Regions from separate parts of the Mus musculus genome. Here region 1 is linked to region 2. A link is a contact called in public HiChIP or PLAC-seq data. All regions are on one chromosome and are shown on one strand. Each heading gives the region's core, a stretch centred on a gene start, on an enhancer-like site or on the middle of the called end of the contact. The rest is flanking DNA. Distances are from core to core; before and after follow the strand shown.

Region 1 (2,700 bases), core at 59-2,558, 70 kb before region 2:
TATTGTCAATGTTTGCTTTGTATGCCTATTTATATGCCTATTTCTACTCCTCATAGTAGTATATACCATCAGGTGCAGCAAAGACAGTTAACTCAGATGTAAGCATCCCTTTTCCCCTTCTTTGAGATGGATGCTTCATAGACATGACATTACACTCAAGTGATAAGCCATCACTGAAGTTCTAGCCAAAAAGTTGTGCATGCACGTTCAGTGGTTAGACACCTAAGGACAGCTTCTTCAGACAGAGGGAAGATGGCTGGATGAGAGTCTTCTCTTTGCTCTTATTTCTCTCAGAGACTTGGATAAAATGTCTGCTGCCCAGTCAGCTCTGTCGGGGCCTCAGGCAACATGTTAAGGATGTCGACTAGCAAAAGCATGAGGCTGTTGGGCCCCACTGGCGACCAGCAACTCTCTATGTGGGCTGCCAGTACAGTTCTCTTTATAGGAGAGAAAGGGAAGGCATCGTGTAATCTGTCAAAGCCATCATCTCTGGTCTTTATCCTCCACGACTGCACTCAGCATCTAGTCTACCCATCAGGGAAAGAACGGGAGAAATGGATCTGACATGGCCTGAAATGAGAGAGTCCTCTTCAAACTTTAATCAGAAAGCCTTGTAGGATTTTAACCTCATTGTGCAGTACATGAAAGTTTTATTCTGGAAGGGAAATCAAAGGAGAAAGAGGGGCTCCTTCGTGACATTTCTCGAGGAAGTCTGCGGAAAAGCCGAGGCGCCATCGCTGCGGGGCATCGTTGGAAACACAGATGCTTAGTGCTTTTTGCCAGGAGAGAGGTGGTTTTGTACATAAGCGGCAACCAGGAGAGGCACAAAGGAAGTGTGCAGCCCACACAGCAAAAGCAGCAGGCGTCAAAGTTGCTTGCTTTGTAAATCTGGAGACGTGAATGGCTCACAGGCTGGGCTCTCGAAGGTCTACCGTAATAAAATCCCTATTTTAATTACAGGCAGCATACTTAAAATGCTATCATTAAGGTTGTGTCAGCAATTACTTTTTTATGACCTTATTTCCCAGAGAATAATAAAAACGTGTTTGGGACTGCTACCTTGGGCGGAAAGTTGGCAGCTGGCTCTCAATTCACAGGCTTTTCTTTGCTTCCTCAAATTGGGACGGGCCACGCTACGCTTCCCGGAAATCACAAAAGAGAAAATTCTAAATGAACGGGGCCCCCAAATTGCTCTGCCTCTGATTGTCTGAAATTCAGGTCTTCGGACTGTCAGGGGGTGATCACCGCTGCCATGTCTCAGGAGAGGAGATTTGGTTTCCATGGTAACAACAGCGCCCATGGTTAGTGCTTAAAAATTAAAATCACCTTCCCGAACTGTACTTTAAAGGGTGGCGGAATCAGAAGCCAGATGTCAGTGTTTGTGCGTGAGGAGTGATGTAAGGAAGAGTTTTATAGGCAGGATGGACTTCATGCGGAGTGTGAGCGAGTGACGTGAGGCCGGAAGCTGGGTTCCCTGCGCATGGGCAGGAATAAGCACCTAAGCTTTCTAACCGGTAGAACCTGGGGGCTGGCGAGATATATAGGCTGCTGAAGTGTCTGCTGAACAACCAAGTAGATCTAGACCCCATCCTCGGCACCCCTATAAGACTCTAGCACAGTGGAGTGCACTTGTAACCTCAGTCCTGTGGAGATGGAGGCAGAAGATCTCTGGGATGTACCGGCTAGATAGCCTTGTTGAATCCATGAGTTCCAGGTTCAGTGAGAGACCCTGTCTCAAAAACCAAGTCCAAAGTGATGGGAGAAGGCACCTCATACTAACCCCCACCCTGCCCTATACTCACATACCAATCAATCGAGGTAAAAAGAACTAATAAGCAGACATAATTAGATTTGTTATTAGAATTACCAGTAGAAAGATCGAGGCTTAAAAATGAGCTGTTTTATGTCCACGTGTTTCTGGCTACTGTATATATCATTTCAACTACAATAATAATAATTACTGAGCTTCGGCGGCGGACAGCCATCTTAGTTTCCCATGGACAAAGTCACGTGACACTAGTGTCAGCGTGATGGGGCGGGCAGTTTGGTTATTTCACTTCTCAAGAGCGGAGACTGGGGTAAAGAGGTGTCCAAGTGTCTCCTGAAGCAATGTATAAATCCACTGACCAGAAAGGCTCCCTCTGGCAGACTTCAGGTTACAGAACGAGGATAAACAGGTTTTAAGATACACAAACTGAAGGTAAAAATAATGCTTATTATGTTGAAATAAAGAAGAGGAAGGGTTTTCTGAGGCATGGGAGGAAAAGAAAAAAAAATCTAGGGGGGAGAAAGTATTTTGGAGAAAGGCTGTCACAGGCACAAAGTCACTGAAGAACAAGTGGAGTCAATAATAAAAGTTCCCAGAAGCCCAGTGGCAGCAAGACAGGAGAGTCTAGAAGGATAACAAGCCTCCACTCCGGATGTAAAATTCCGTCTCGCTCCTTATTGCCTGGAGTCGTCCCAAGACTCTTTTATGACAAAAGAGAAAATCTGATCAAACTTGGTAGGAAGATAAAAAGTTTAAGTGGCAGCAGGAGGGGCAAAAGAAGAGATGAGAAGAGAACTTGAGGAAAAAAGGGAGGCAAAAGGGTGGTGTCAGGGGAAGGAAGGCATCAAGGGAGAACAGGCCAAATCAGGATGATAATGGATCACAGGATCCACACACAAAGGCTGTCGTTACTAAGACAAACCTTCCCCTAC
Region 2 (2,700 bases), core at 87-2,586:
ACCCGTCTAAGCCTCGCCAGGAACCTAGAGCCCTGACAGGTACAAGAAAAAATTTAGTCCTCCGCTATTTTAAAGTCAATTTACAAAGGTCTCCATGTGGGTGGTTTTTGTTTTTATTCTACAGGTATTGCTACTGCTACTGACGGCAAGCCAGTTCCCCTAACTTAATAACAAGGTTATGAACAAGCATCAGAAAAAAAGCATTTGAACCTTCAGAGTACAAACAACACACACTTCATCCCAGGGAACTGTCCAGAAGTTGGGACGGTGAGCATTAAGCCTGAGCAGCAACTCCAACACGAACAATGACTTTCAAACAAATCAACCTCCTCTATCTCGAAAGGAGAGAAAAAAACAACACGCACATGAGATGATTGAAAAGAAATTACAACTTCAACAGAACATATTCTAGCCAACCTACAAGACACTTTTTCGAACGGCTCCTTAAAGTAACAGAGTCAATCGATTCCACCTACAATTTTAACCTCTGTATAGACCCGCACTGGTAATAGCGTCTCGGTATGATCCGGTGGCCATACACTCAACAAATCAAGCAGGATGGATCTAGCACTTCCCAAGAACACCATCTGGAAAGTCTTTTGCCTCTAAGAGTAAAGGAAAGAAGCAGGCAAGGTTTATTGTTAGCCGGTGCATGTGAGAAGGACCAGGAAGGGGAGGGGTGGTGGTGGGAAGCGCTTACTTCGAAAATGCTCCGAAGCATAGTAATAGACATCCTCGTAGCCCTCCTGGTAGTCCTCTTCCGGCCGGTACTTTTTCCCCTTTCTTCTCCTAGATCTCCGAATCTGCTTGACAAATCCCAGGAAGCGGTCCATGACTGGCTCCCGGGGCAGCCGCGGCAGAGGCGCAGCCAGCAGCAGAGCCGAGAGCCCAGCTGCTCTTCAAGCCGGTGGAGCATGAATGACCCTCACCAAGCCCGGGGACCGGGACTCATCACCCTCCAGCCTTTCTCCTTGTGCCCATCAAGGCTGAGAGAGTTCAGCCACAGCAGGAGAAAACACAACAGCGACGTGGGAGTAGCTTGGGAAGACTTCTCTTTTAGCCCAAGAAACTGACAATTCTCCTATTTTTTTTTTTTTTTAAGGATGGGTGGGTTAGAGAAAAAAAGTAAGATTATGATAAAAGATATCAATTAAAGAAGGAAAAGGGGAAAAATAACCCGCGAAGCTGTGGGCTTCAACTTGTTTCAGAACCAAACAAAAGTTCAAGATATGCAGCTTGAAGCAAGAGGCATCCCAGCACTAAAATGTCACTACCCCACACCTCCATCACCGAGCGGGGGTGGGGAAGCGCGCTAGTCAATGGACTGAACCAAAGTAGGGAGAGCCTGGCTTTGCCCACCTGCTAATCCTGCCCACTCCTATTAGCATTCCTCTGCTCAAAGCACAGCAGCCGGATGGAAAACTTCCTAGAAAGCTGCGGTTTAGGAGTAGGGAAGGCTGGTTAACCCTTCGGCTCTCTGGCAAGCCACACTAGTGATCTTGCAAAGTGGTTTCACCCATACGCACAGCCCTCTTGCTGACTGAGCGTGCTGCATGTGTTAATTGGAGCAGCAGGGAGAAGGCTCAGCAGCTGCTTTCAAACCCACTGGGCATTAATGTATTCCAATCGCTGTTTGATCTAAATATTAAAATGCGCTTCTCAGAGAAGCCTCTCATAGGCTTAGGAACAGCAAATAAAGGGACTGGTAAAGGGACCGGCGGCCAGCAGCGTGGTGTCAGGGAAAGGGAACACAAACAATCCAACTTGGAACTCCAGGTTGATTCAGGCTGAGAGGTGTCACACCGCTTAACAATAAAACACAGGAGCTGAGAGGCAGATGAAACTCCACTCTGAATTGAATGTGTCCAAGCCTTTATCCTTATCTTCAAAATTCACAAACAACTTAAAAACAAAAACAAAACCCCCAACTCTATCAAAAATACTTGAGTCCAAAGGACCGAAGTTCCCTAGAGGCTACATGGGAAAACATGACTCCTGTGTAACACTCCCTCCTCTAGGGTCTTTCTTCAGAGGGTCTCCGCATGGATGGGGGTTCCTAACAGGAGGAACAAGTCATTTGGTTCCCAGTCTAATTCATCACTCACATGTCAGCCTATTACCTAGCGGACTAATGATATTCCTCAGCTCCTTGTTCCCAGAATTGTAATTTAAAGAAATGCCTTGTGACGGAATAATGGTTGTTCAATAACCATATCATAACGAGTGTGCAAGCCACCCCAAGGGGGCTGGCTGTACTCCCACTACTTGTCGTTGGGTTCACAGGCAATTGGTCTCTCTCCTGCATTTAGACAGGGCTCAGTTTTCAGATATAGATTGCTCATAATGAAGGCGGGACAATTTTATTTAGGAAGTCAAATATTTACCGACCAGGAATGTTCTGGCTCTGAAGTGTGTGCAGTCACATGCAATCCTCCCATGAATTTCCCCTATGCTTTGAGGTTTCTCATTCTGCATGCTGGAGAAGGCTGGATTTGTGTCGAGAGACACAGACCTAACGATGCTGACAGAAAGATGCTATAAAACATTTCATGAACATCTTTAAACAACAGCAACAACAACAACAAAAATCACCGTCCTTAGGTTCTGAATCTTTTTGTTATTATTCTGGCTTCCTCAACCAAAGCAGAACAATTAAAACCAATTACGCAGAGGCTTGCAGATGTGCAGTCGAGACTTTGA

Evidence for each region. HiChIP or PLAC-seq counts read pairs in DNA pulled down with a chosen protein or histone mark.
Region 1: an H3K27ac HiChIP or PLAC-seq map of embryonic stem cells shows a contact between it and region 2, with 3 times the contacts expected there. The contact joins the promoter of Grip1os2 here to the enhancer-like site in region 2. A contact is called at or near these places in 1 of 39 promoter capture datasets (3T3-L1-derived adipocytes), 4 of 484 Hi-C or Micro-C datasets (cerebral cortex, cortical neurons and nephron progenitors), 2 of 115 datasets of contacts at active chromatin or transcription factors (a beta-TC-6 cell line and embryonic stem cells) and 1 of 9 other capture datasets (pancreatic islet).

The regions. Positions count from the first base shown.
Region 1 is chr10:119,760,307-119,763,006 of GRCm38.p6, reverse strand. Grip1os2 (glutamate receptor interacting protein 1, opposite strand 2) reads left to right here and starts at 1,308. Exons shown (of 3, transcript NR_045359.1): 1 at 1,308-1,397. The region is part of intron 1 of Grip1 (glutamate receptor interacting protein 1); the gene reads right to left. Gm46207 (a long non-coding RNA gene) reads right to left here. Exons shown (of 2, transcript XR_001779707.2): 1 at 1,060-2,700; 2 at 615-928.
Region 2 is chr10:119,690,622-119,693,321 of GRCm38.p6, reverse strand. The region is part of intron 1 of Grip1 (glutamate receptor interacting protein 1); the gene reads right to left. Among named protein-coding and RNA genes, the nearest start is that of Gm46207, 55 kb to the left of the region's middle. Within about 2 kb of position 1,336, at least 104 of the 459 cell types and tissues checked have an H3K27ac peak or open chromatin away from gene starts, as enhancers often do. A contact at or near this core is called in cerebral cortex, cortical neurons, embryonic stem cells and 1 more, where this site is marked.